Regions from separate parts of the Sus scrofa genome. Here region 1 is linked to region 2. A link is a contact called in public HiChIP or PLAC-seq data. All regions are on one chromosome and are shown on one strand. The core of a region is the stretch at or near the end of the contact, and the rest is flanking DNA. Distances in the headings are between cores, read along the strand shown.

Region 1 (4,314 bases), core at 1,473-3,972, 79 kb after region 2:
AATCAATACATAATTGTTTAAAGAAGATTAACTCTTAATAGCCCCCAAATGGAAACAACCAAAATGTCCCATGATGGGTGAATGGCTAAATTCCATACCATGGGATACTACCCAGGAATAAAAAGGAGCAAGCTTTTGGTATATGCAACAAGTCACGTAGATCTCAGGGGTTTTAGGACTAGTAAAAAAAATCAAAATCTCAAAAGGTCACATACTGAGCAATTTCATTTACATAATGCTCTTGAAATGACAAAAACCATAGAGATAGAAAGCAGATCAGTGGTTGCCAGGGGTTAGGTGGGGATGGATGTTGGGGGAGGTATGACTTTAAAGGGTAGCAGGAGGGACACCTTTGTGATGAGGGAACAATTCTGTATCTTGACTGAGGTGGTGGTTACAGGAATCTACATATGTGGTAAAACAGAACAGAACGATACACACGCATTGTACCCATGTCCAAATCCTGGTTTTGATATTGCACTGTAGTTAAGGAAGATGTAACCACTGGAGGAAAATTGGGTGGGATTTCTCCATACTATTTTTACAACTTCCGGCTAATCTATAATTATTTCAAAGTTAAATAAATTTTAAAAAGCTACTATCCTACTATTCAGCTCAAAAATCTTCAACAATTATCCATGGCTCACAGCCATGGTTTTACAAATTTAGGTACACAAGTATTGTTTATGTTGTATTAAACATGCAGATCCCCAAGTTCCTGCTGTGGCACAGTGGGTTAATGATGCGGCATTGTCTCCGTGGTGGTGAGCGTTTGATCCCTGGCCTGGCACAGTGAGTTGAAGATCCGGCATTGCTGCAGCTGTGGTGTAGGTCGTAGCTGCAGCTAAGACTCAATCCCTGCCCCAGGAATTTCCATATGCTACAAGTGCAGACAAAAAAGAAAAAAAGAAGAACATGCAGATCCCCAGGCCTCAGCCCCAGAAATTGTGATGCAGTAGGTAGGGGGAAAGACTGGGTTCTGCTCAGCAGGTGACTAAGCTGCAGAAAGCGTCTTCAGATGACACTGTAAGAAACTCAGACTCTGTCTCTGGCCTTGAGCTCTTAGTTTACAATTAAAACTCTGCTCTACAACAAAAACATCTGTTCACTGGATCCAGGATTGGGGTAAGGCAATCAAAGTGTCTGGACCAGTGATGGTTATACCAGTGTACACTTGTAGAAATGCCCACTTAACATGGGTGCATTTTATTGTATATGAATGATACTTCAGTGAAGCTGATTAAAGAAACAAAGCAGAGAAACAACCAAAATCCCCAACTTTCTCACAAACATTGGAACCCTATGCTTCAGGGGAAAGCCATCTCTTCCTGATGGGCTATGGGTATAAATGGTGGAGTAGGAAGAGCTCTGGTGAGGGGGTCTCAATGTTTGGATTCTCTTCCTGGTTCTAATAAGAACTGGCTGGACGACCCACGGCTTAGTCACTAAGCCCTCTGAGTCTCATATGCTGTAAGTACTTACTTCCCAGGGCTGGTGGGAGCAGCAGATACACTGAAATACACAAAGTCACCTAGTGAAGAGCTACACATCCATGGAATTTTTACCAGTTCTTAGACGGAAACTGCCCTGTGCATAGCCCTTTCAGTTCAAGCCTGGAACAGCTCTAGGCCTATGAGATTTCAACAGCTATCACGTATATGCAAATTAAAGCTGTCAGACATCATTTCTGCCCATGTATTTGGCAAAAATTAGAAAGTCATAACATTACAGGCTGATGAGAATGGGGAAAGTGAGGACCCTGGAGGCAAGGCTGGTGGGAATGGGAACTGGCATAGCATTTGAAGGACAACCTGGAAGAAGGTAAGGCTGCAAATACCCGCTGACCCAGCAGGTCCACCCTTGGGTTCTTTATCCAGAGATATTCTGCACAGGCCATAAGAGACAGGTGAGAAGATGCTCATTGCATCTTGTTTTGATGGCAGAGATTGGGACAACCTAGGTGTCTGTCGCTAGGGAATGGATACATAAAATGTTGGCAGATGCATACACAGTAAGACAAAGAAGCAATCAGAAAAGGATTTACTAGAGCCGCACAGCTGTAGCTCAAAAACATCATGTTGAATTTTAAAAAGTGTTCCAAGTGATATTTATGGCATAATGTTATTTATGGAAACTGACCTCGTAGAATTGAATAGATTAGATGAGATATTGGTCAGTGATTGCCACTTAGTAGTGGCTCAACACATGACAGCTATTATTTTGAAAAAAGAAAAAGCAGGAGATCACTGAATTCATCAGCGTCAAAATTAAAACATAGGAGTTCCTGTCGTGGCTCAGTGGTTAACGAATCTGACTAGGAACCACGAGGTTGCGGGTTCGATCCCTGGCCTTGCTTAGTGGGTTAAGGATCCAGCATTGCCATGAGCTGTGGTGTGGGTTGCAGACGCGTTGCTGTGGCTGTGGTGTAGGCCGGTGGCTGCAGCTCCGATTCGACCCCTAGCCTGGAAACCTCCATATGCCGGGGAGCGGCCCAAGAAATGGCAAAAAAGACCAAAAAATAAAATAAAATAAAACATAGAACTGTGAAACCTGATAAGTTTCCCCAGGAAGGAGTGAAACAAAGAGTTAGATGTCCATGGTCCTGAATGTCCCCACTAGGTCAGGAAGCCAGCTTTCTTGACAGTTTCAGTTTGAAGATGCTAGAGAAATGTGTTGTTGGCCACTGCCCTCTGTTGAAACAATGTTGTCACTTCTGAGTTGAGAATTCTGACTTGTCATGACACAGTATTTGAACTTCGACTGACTCACTGGGGAAGAGGCAGCCCCCCTGTGTGAACACTCACAGAACATGTTGCCCCTCTAAATGAATCCCTCTAATCATTATAGCTAATACAACACTTAATTTTCTTATGTCTATTCTCAGCACTTGAGTATGTTATTTTGAAAAATGAATCAATCCTCATACAAACACAACTCATCACAGTGCAAACGGAAGAGGCAGGTACTATTGCACTGATGCGAGAACAGAGGCAAAAGGAGGTAAGTAATCTGTCCAAAGTCACACAGCCAGAAAGCAATGAAGCTGGCTCCAGGGTCTGTATTCCAACCAGCTCTGTTAGTATGACTCTTGAATGCCTCTGGTTCCTTTGATCTGGTCATGACAAGTGTTCTACAGCCTGCATTTTGTCCAAATATTTTCTTCCCATTTAAAACACCCTTAGGTCTGTGCCCCATGCCTTGTATGTTCCTCCCGTTCACAGCAAAATTCCTGGAAAGAATAGTCCACACTCACTCTCTTCCCAGAAGCAAGGGAGTCTGCCATCAACAATTCTCACTTTCAAATTCCTCAGGAGTCTGCACTTGACCTGCTTCTTTGATTTGTAGGTGCTCTCTCCAAGTGCCCTCAGGATACATATAATGCTGACATTCTACATGATTACTGAATCAAGGAAATGGACTTTTGAGTTTTGTCCACCAGGGGGAGGTCTTCTCTAAACGCCTGATTCCTCCTCCCTCTCGGCAGGTCAGGTACACCACTCTAGCTGTCAAGTACTGCAAACGTGGCTGGTTCTAACTGATATGTACTTAAATACAAATTACACACCAGATATTGAAGATTTAGCACAAAAGGGAGAATGTGAAATATCTTATTAATAAATTAACAAACTGATTGCATGCTGAAATGATAATATCTAGATTAAGTAAAAGATACTATTAAAATCATTTTTACTTGTTTATTGTTAGATTTTTGAAAATGTGGTGCTACAACATTTAAAATTGCATGTGTGGCTTACTTCATATTCCTATTGGACAGTACAGGTGTAGAGCCTCCCTCCCAATGGCAAACTCTTAAGCTCGTCTGCAGAAAGCTTGGGCTCCAAGGAATCCAGTTTGAAAACCATTCACTTGACTCCATTCATGAAGACACTGAAGCCCATGTGGGCTGACAACTTTTCCATGTGGGCTGACAACTTTATCAAGAAATATTACCAGGGAATTCCCATTGTGGCTCAGCAGTTAATGAACCTGACTGGTATCAGTGAGGATGCAGGTTTGATCCCTGTCCTTGCTCAGTGGGTTAAGGGTCCTGTGTTGCCATGAGCTGTGGTGTAGGTTGCAGACACGGCTCAGATCCCAAGGTGCTATGGCCTTGGTGTAGGTCGGTGGCTACAGGTCTGACTGGACCCCTAGCCTGGGGTCCATATGTTATTGGTGTGGCCCTAAAAAGACCAAAAAAAAAAAAAAAAAAAAAAGAAAGAAAGAAAGAAAGAAAAGGAAAAGGAAATGTTACCACGTGAGGCCTCTTCCTTGTTTGCTTTGGCGGGTCTCCTGCTCAGTCTCTCTTACATCCAC
Region 2 (4,471 bases), core at 612-3,111:
GAGTGGGATGGGCAAGTTTGGGGGTAGCAGATGCAAACTATTACATTTAGAGTGGATAAGCAATGAGGTCCTACTATATAGCACAGGGAACTATATCCAATCTCATGTGATAGAACATGATGGAAGATAATATGAGTAAAAGAATGTATATATATGTATGACTGTGACACTATGCTATATAGCAGAAATTGACACAATACTGTAAATCAACTACACATTAATAAAAAATTTTTTTTAACAAAGAAAAAAAAAAGTAAATTTTTAGGCTTCCTTTCTGCCTAAAAACCAAGTGAAGAGGGCTTCTGGTTTTGACTGCTTATTACCTAATAACTACAGCTTGACCAAAACATGCAAACCCACATGCCTATCCTTCAGGACTGGCCCCAAGGCACTGATGAGCAGGCCATGCCTTTCCCTGCTGCCCTCTGGTTAGTCTGCTTTTGTGAGGTTCTTTCCACTCATCCTCCACAGCTCCAGCCACAACCACTACCTGACAAGATACTCTTCTCCCAGGAGCAACTGCCTCATCCCTGAGTCCTGGAACACCTTCCTCACCAGGGCCCTGTCTAGAGAGTGGCAGGTGTTCAGAAAAAGGGAGCAGGTCAACATGGCCTGACTTCAGACAGAAGCCTTCAGGGGGTACGGCTGCCACGGCCTTTTGATTCTGTTTAAGAAATATTTGAATACTCTGGGAAAAACCCAAGAAGTATGACTAGGTACTTTCCCACAAGAAGTTTCCTTTCAAAGAAAAGCAGTGAGCATTACGACCTGGAAGATAACAAAAGGCACTTTATAAATTGGTTGAAATAAAATTCTGGCCCCCAAATTGTGAAGGGCTCCAAAGTTTTCCACTAGAGAACTTTCTATTGGAGAATGGTTGTGACAAACGTGGTCATGTTCTCTCTAATACAGACATCACCTCTCCCACCCAAGCATGCGCTCCATCACAGTCACGGCGGGCACTGGGCTTGAGGCCTGATTCTCCCCACAGCGAATGAGTGACAGGATTCAGGCCCTTCTAACATCACCCTGTGAACTGATCCTAAATGACAGAGTTGGCTTGTCCCTGGGAAAAACTCATCTCTCAAAGCTTAAAGATTCCAAAATGTCAGGCTGGCTCATTCTGAAAGGATGTCTTGTCTCAAAAGATTTCTTTCAGAAGGATGGGTGCCTTGACTTTCAGTATCTGGTTCAGGCTGTTCACTGCTGATTCTACCCAGGACAAGTAGGGTAGTAAGCACTGCCTGAGTGGTGTGGTTTCAGGAGGCAGGTCTGCATCATGCTCTCTGGCAGACCCATCATTCACAAGCCATCTGATCCACTGGTCTGGCAAGGTCATAGATCTGAGTTTGTGTGCTGGAAGTGGCTATTAGTTATTAGCTGTGAGTCCATAGGACTGTTCTTTGGCTACGTCCTCCACATTCTCATCTATAAAATGGGCTAATACCTACTTGCAGGACTGCTCTGAGGATCAGGGCTGTCATGTGCACTGGAGCTACATGCATACACAGAACCCAGGCCACAGCATCGGCTTTGCATTGGTCCAGACCCAAACTGCTCCAAAGATATGTACAACTGGTGAATGAACTAATTTTAGGGCACAAATGCTACCATCTTCAGTGGATTGTCACTGCCAGAGCTGCTTATTGCTCCTCTTTGGTTTACAAATTAAAACCCTCTCAGGTCCTGGCAAAAGAGTACGTCCCTAGCCAGGCTTCAGGGGGTGTGCAGCATCAGAGCTACTGCTTCTTGTCTCTGACCCCCACATTACATGAGTGCAGGCTGGTCATGTGTATTCTGATTTGCAAAATGGGGAAGGGCTAAGTGTCATATAATCACCAACCGAGGGCTCTTAAAAATTACTCAACGGAAACACAGACCACATCACAGAGAGGGAGAAGCAGACCTCACTGCTGTGAGCAACCTTATCTCTGGAACCCACTGACAGAGCACCTCTACTGGTGAGTCATTTGTCTTCTTTAAAGTTTAAAGACAGGGGCTACCGCCAGGTTTCTGGAGTTCTCAGAGTCCTGCCTGCAGTGCAGTACCATGTGAAATGCCCAGGCTCTCAAGCTCAACTGCCCTTGGTTCAAACTCCATCTCCGCCATTTGCTGCCCGGAGGATTAGATGAGAGAATTATGATTTACCCTGGTTCTGGGCACACAGGGCTTGTAAATGGATACTGACAATGATATAATCAGACTCTCCCCAGGGAATAAGGAGAGTCTAGTCACTGAGTTTGTTTACTAATGTCTCTCTCTGGTTTCCTTTAGTTTCTTTTCCATTTTATAAGATAGGCTAGTATCTTAGATTATGGTTTACCTTCTTTTCTCTATATAAGTCTATATACAACTGTAGCAACTTTAGAAAATAGAGAAAAATATAAAGAAGGAAGGGTAAAAAGTCATCTCTAATTCTACCAGCCAGAGTCGAACTGCTAATAAAATCTGGTCATTTTTCTATGTTTAAAAAAAAATAGTCAAAATCACATAGCTTATTGTGGAGTCTTAAATGAGGTCTGCAGAACACATGGTAGAGAAATTTTAAAGAGATCATGAACCCCCAGAATTACAGGCATCTGTGTAGTTATTACTGAGGGAAACAGTCTACAGCTTTTATGAGATTCTCGAAGGGGTTTATGATCAAAAAAGGTTGAGAATCATGATCAACTTCACATTCATTTTGTCACCTATTCATTGTATTACTAACAGCCAATATTATTTTGCATATTTGTACTTACATTGTTTTGAGCAATTTAAATGGTTTGCATTTTCCAAAATCATTAAAAGCACTTCCTAAACATTTCAGTCATATTCTAGTTTATGTTTGAATTATACTTTGTTCATTTATTTAACATCAGACGCTTACCATTTCTAAATTTGTATATAATATTTTTTAGTTTTCAGAAATCAACATAGGACTTTGGTTATAGAAGATACAGAAATGAGTTTTAATAATTCTAGAAGATTAAGTAATTTTTAGGACTCTATCTGCACAGAACTGTGTAGTCCCAATCTGTTAAATACTACTTTAAGTTTATCAATGATTACAAACGAATTTGCATGGGCCCTCTGAGCAAATTGCGATGGCAGAATAAGGATGCAGTGACAGCTATAATAGAATTTTTTCTTAAAGGCCAAGAGCAAGTTAAACAATAGTGGAGATTTGACATTACTTTCAAGGGAAGCAAAACCACTTGTTTCATATTCGAAATGGTGAAAGATGTTTTGGTCCCCATGTGTAGTAATAACACACACACAAATCACTCTCTGACCCGCTTGACCTAGTGGCCCAGAGTTGGTGGAGTATGATGCCTACCAGCTGGCCTAATATTTTGTGGTCAGAGGACAGACTTTTCCCTGAGCAGTCTTAGCCCAAGGTCAAGGCCCTTTCTTAGAGAGAAAGGGTGCTGTGATCCCATGAAAGACCAAGGTGGCAGCACCAGGGCTGACATCACTTCCAGTAAGGACACAGCATGAGGAAAGAAAAGCCTCTGAGGAGACCAGACTCCCCGTCAGGCCAATTGATACTCTGACTTTGCTAAACCAAATGCCTACTCTTCTTAAGCATCTCCTTGAGGTGCAAGTGGGCTGTGGCACCGGTCAGTGGAAGAGCCACTCCGCTGTGTGTTGAACACCTGATGGCCAGTGGCAGGGACTGACCTGGCCCCCCAAGGCTGATGCTGCCACAGCTGTCCCTGCTCCCACACCACAGAATACAGTACCCTGTGTCCTGTCATGGTCCCCAGCAGGGTCATGGGGCCCAGAGAAGGGTCAGAAGGATGTGATAACCTTGAAGGGCTGGAAACAATAGATAGCTATTTGGTCTTTGTGACAAGCAGCCCCACTGCAAGGCTGGCCACTGGCCCCACTGTGGCTGCCCACCCTCCTGACATCCCATTTCAATCAGGTCTTCCATTTGTTAAAGCAGACCCCTGGGCCCTACCCTGCTGATAATAAAGGCTAAGGCAATGTTCCCTTCTGGGGGACTCCATCTTGTAAGAGATTTCTGAAGATCAAAGAAGTCTGGGGGTGGAATGTCATACACTGACAGATGATAAAGGGGAAGGCTGGGGTTGGGCGAGAAGCGAACTGCCCAGGCCCGTGGTCAGAAAGCTGCTCAACCAAAGCACTGGGCAGCCTGGGCTCTTGCCTGCCTTGTCTCCCCTTGGGGGCAAGATGTGACAGAGGAAATAGCCCACTCGGGCAGAAAAGTCCTGTCCTCCACTAACACCTCTGGGTCTCCAGAGTCTCCTTGACGGTGGAGCCCCTGGGAAGGGAATACTAGCCTTAGCTTTCACAACTTGTAGTCCAGGGGTCAACTTTACACAAAATGGGGCACAGGCTGGGTGGGAACCTGCTGAGAGATGGGGAGATGAAGACGGTCCTCCCCAATGAAGAGCAGTGAGGTTTTTCCAAAAGGACACTGTCCCCATTTCACCACCTGGTGACCTTTGCTTCTAAGACCATT

The links. HiChIP or PLAC-seq counts read pairs in DNA pulled down with a chosen protein or histone mark.
Region 1: a contact with region 2 is called in an H3K27ac HiChIP or PLAC-seq map of alveolar macrophages, with 5 times the contacts expected there. The contact joins the enhancer-like site here to the promoter of CXCR6 in region 2. A contact is called at or near these places in 1 of 5 promoter capture datasets (liver), 9 of 47 Hi-C or Micro-C datasets (alveolar macrophages, blood, heart right ventricle and 4 more) and 1 of 2 datasets of contacts at active chromatin or transcription factors (alveolar macrophages).

What each region holds. Positions count from the first base shown.
Region 1 is chr13:29,172,014-29,176,327 of Sscrofa11.1, forward strand. The region is part of intron 3 of XCR1 (X-C motif chemokine receptor 1); the gene reads right to left. Among named protein-coding and RNA genes, the nearest start is that of FYCO1, 31 kb to the left of the region's middle. Within about 2 kb of position 2,723, at least 1 of the 83 cell types and tissues checked has an H3K27ac peak or open chromatin away from gene starts, as enhancers often do. A contact at or near this core is called in alveolar macrophages, where this site is marked.
Region 2 is chr13:29,094,039-29,098,509 of Sscrofa11.1, forward strand. CXCR6 (C-X-C motif chemokine receptor 6) reads left to right here and starts at 1,862. Exons shown (of 2, transcript NM_001001623.1): 1 at 1,862-1,961. It also overlaps a transcript of FYCO1 not described here.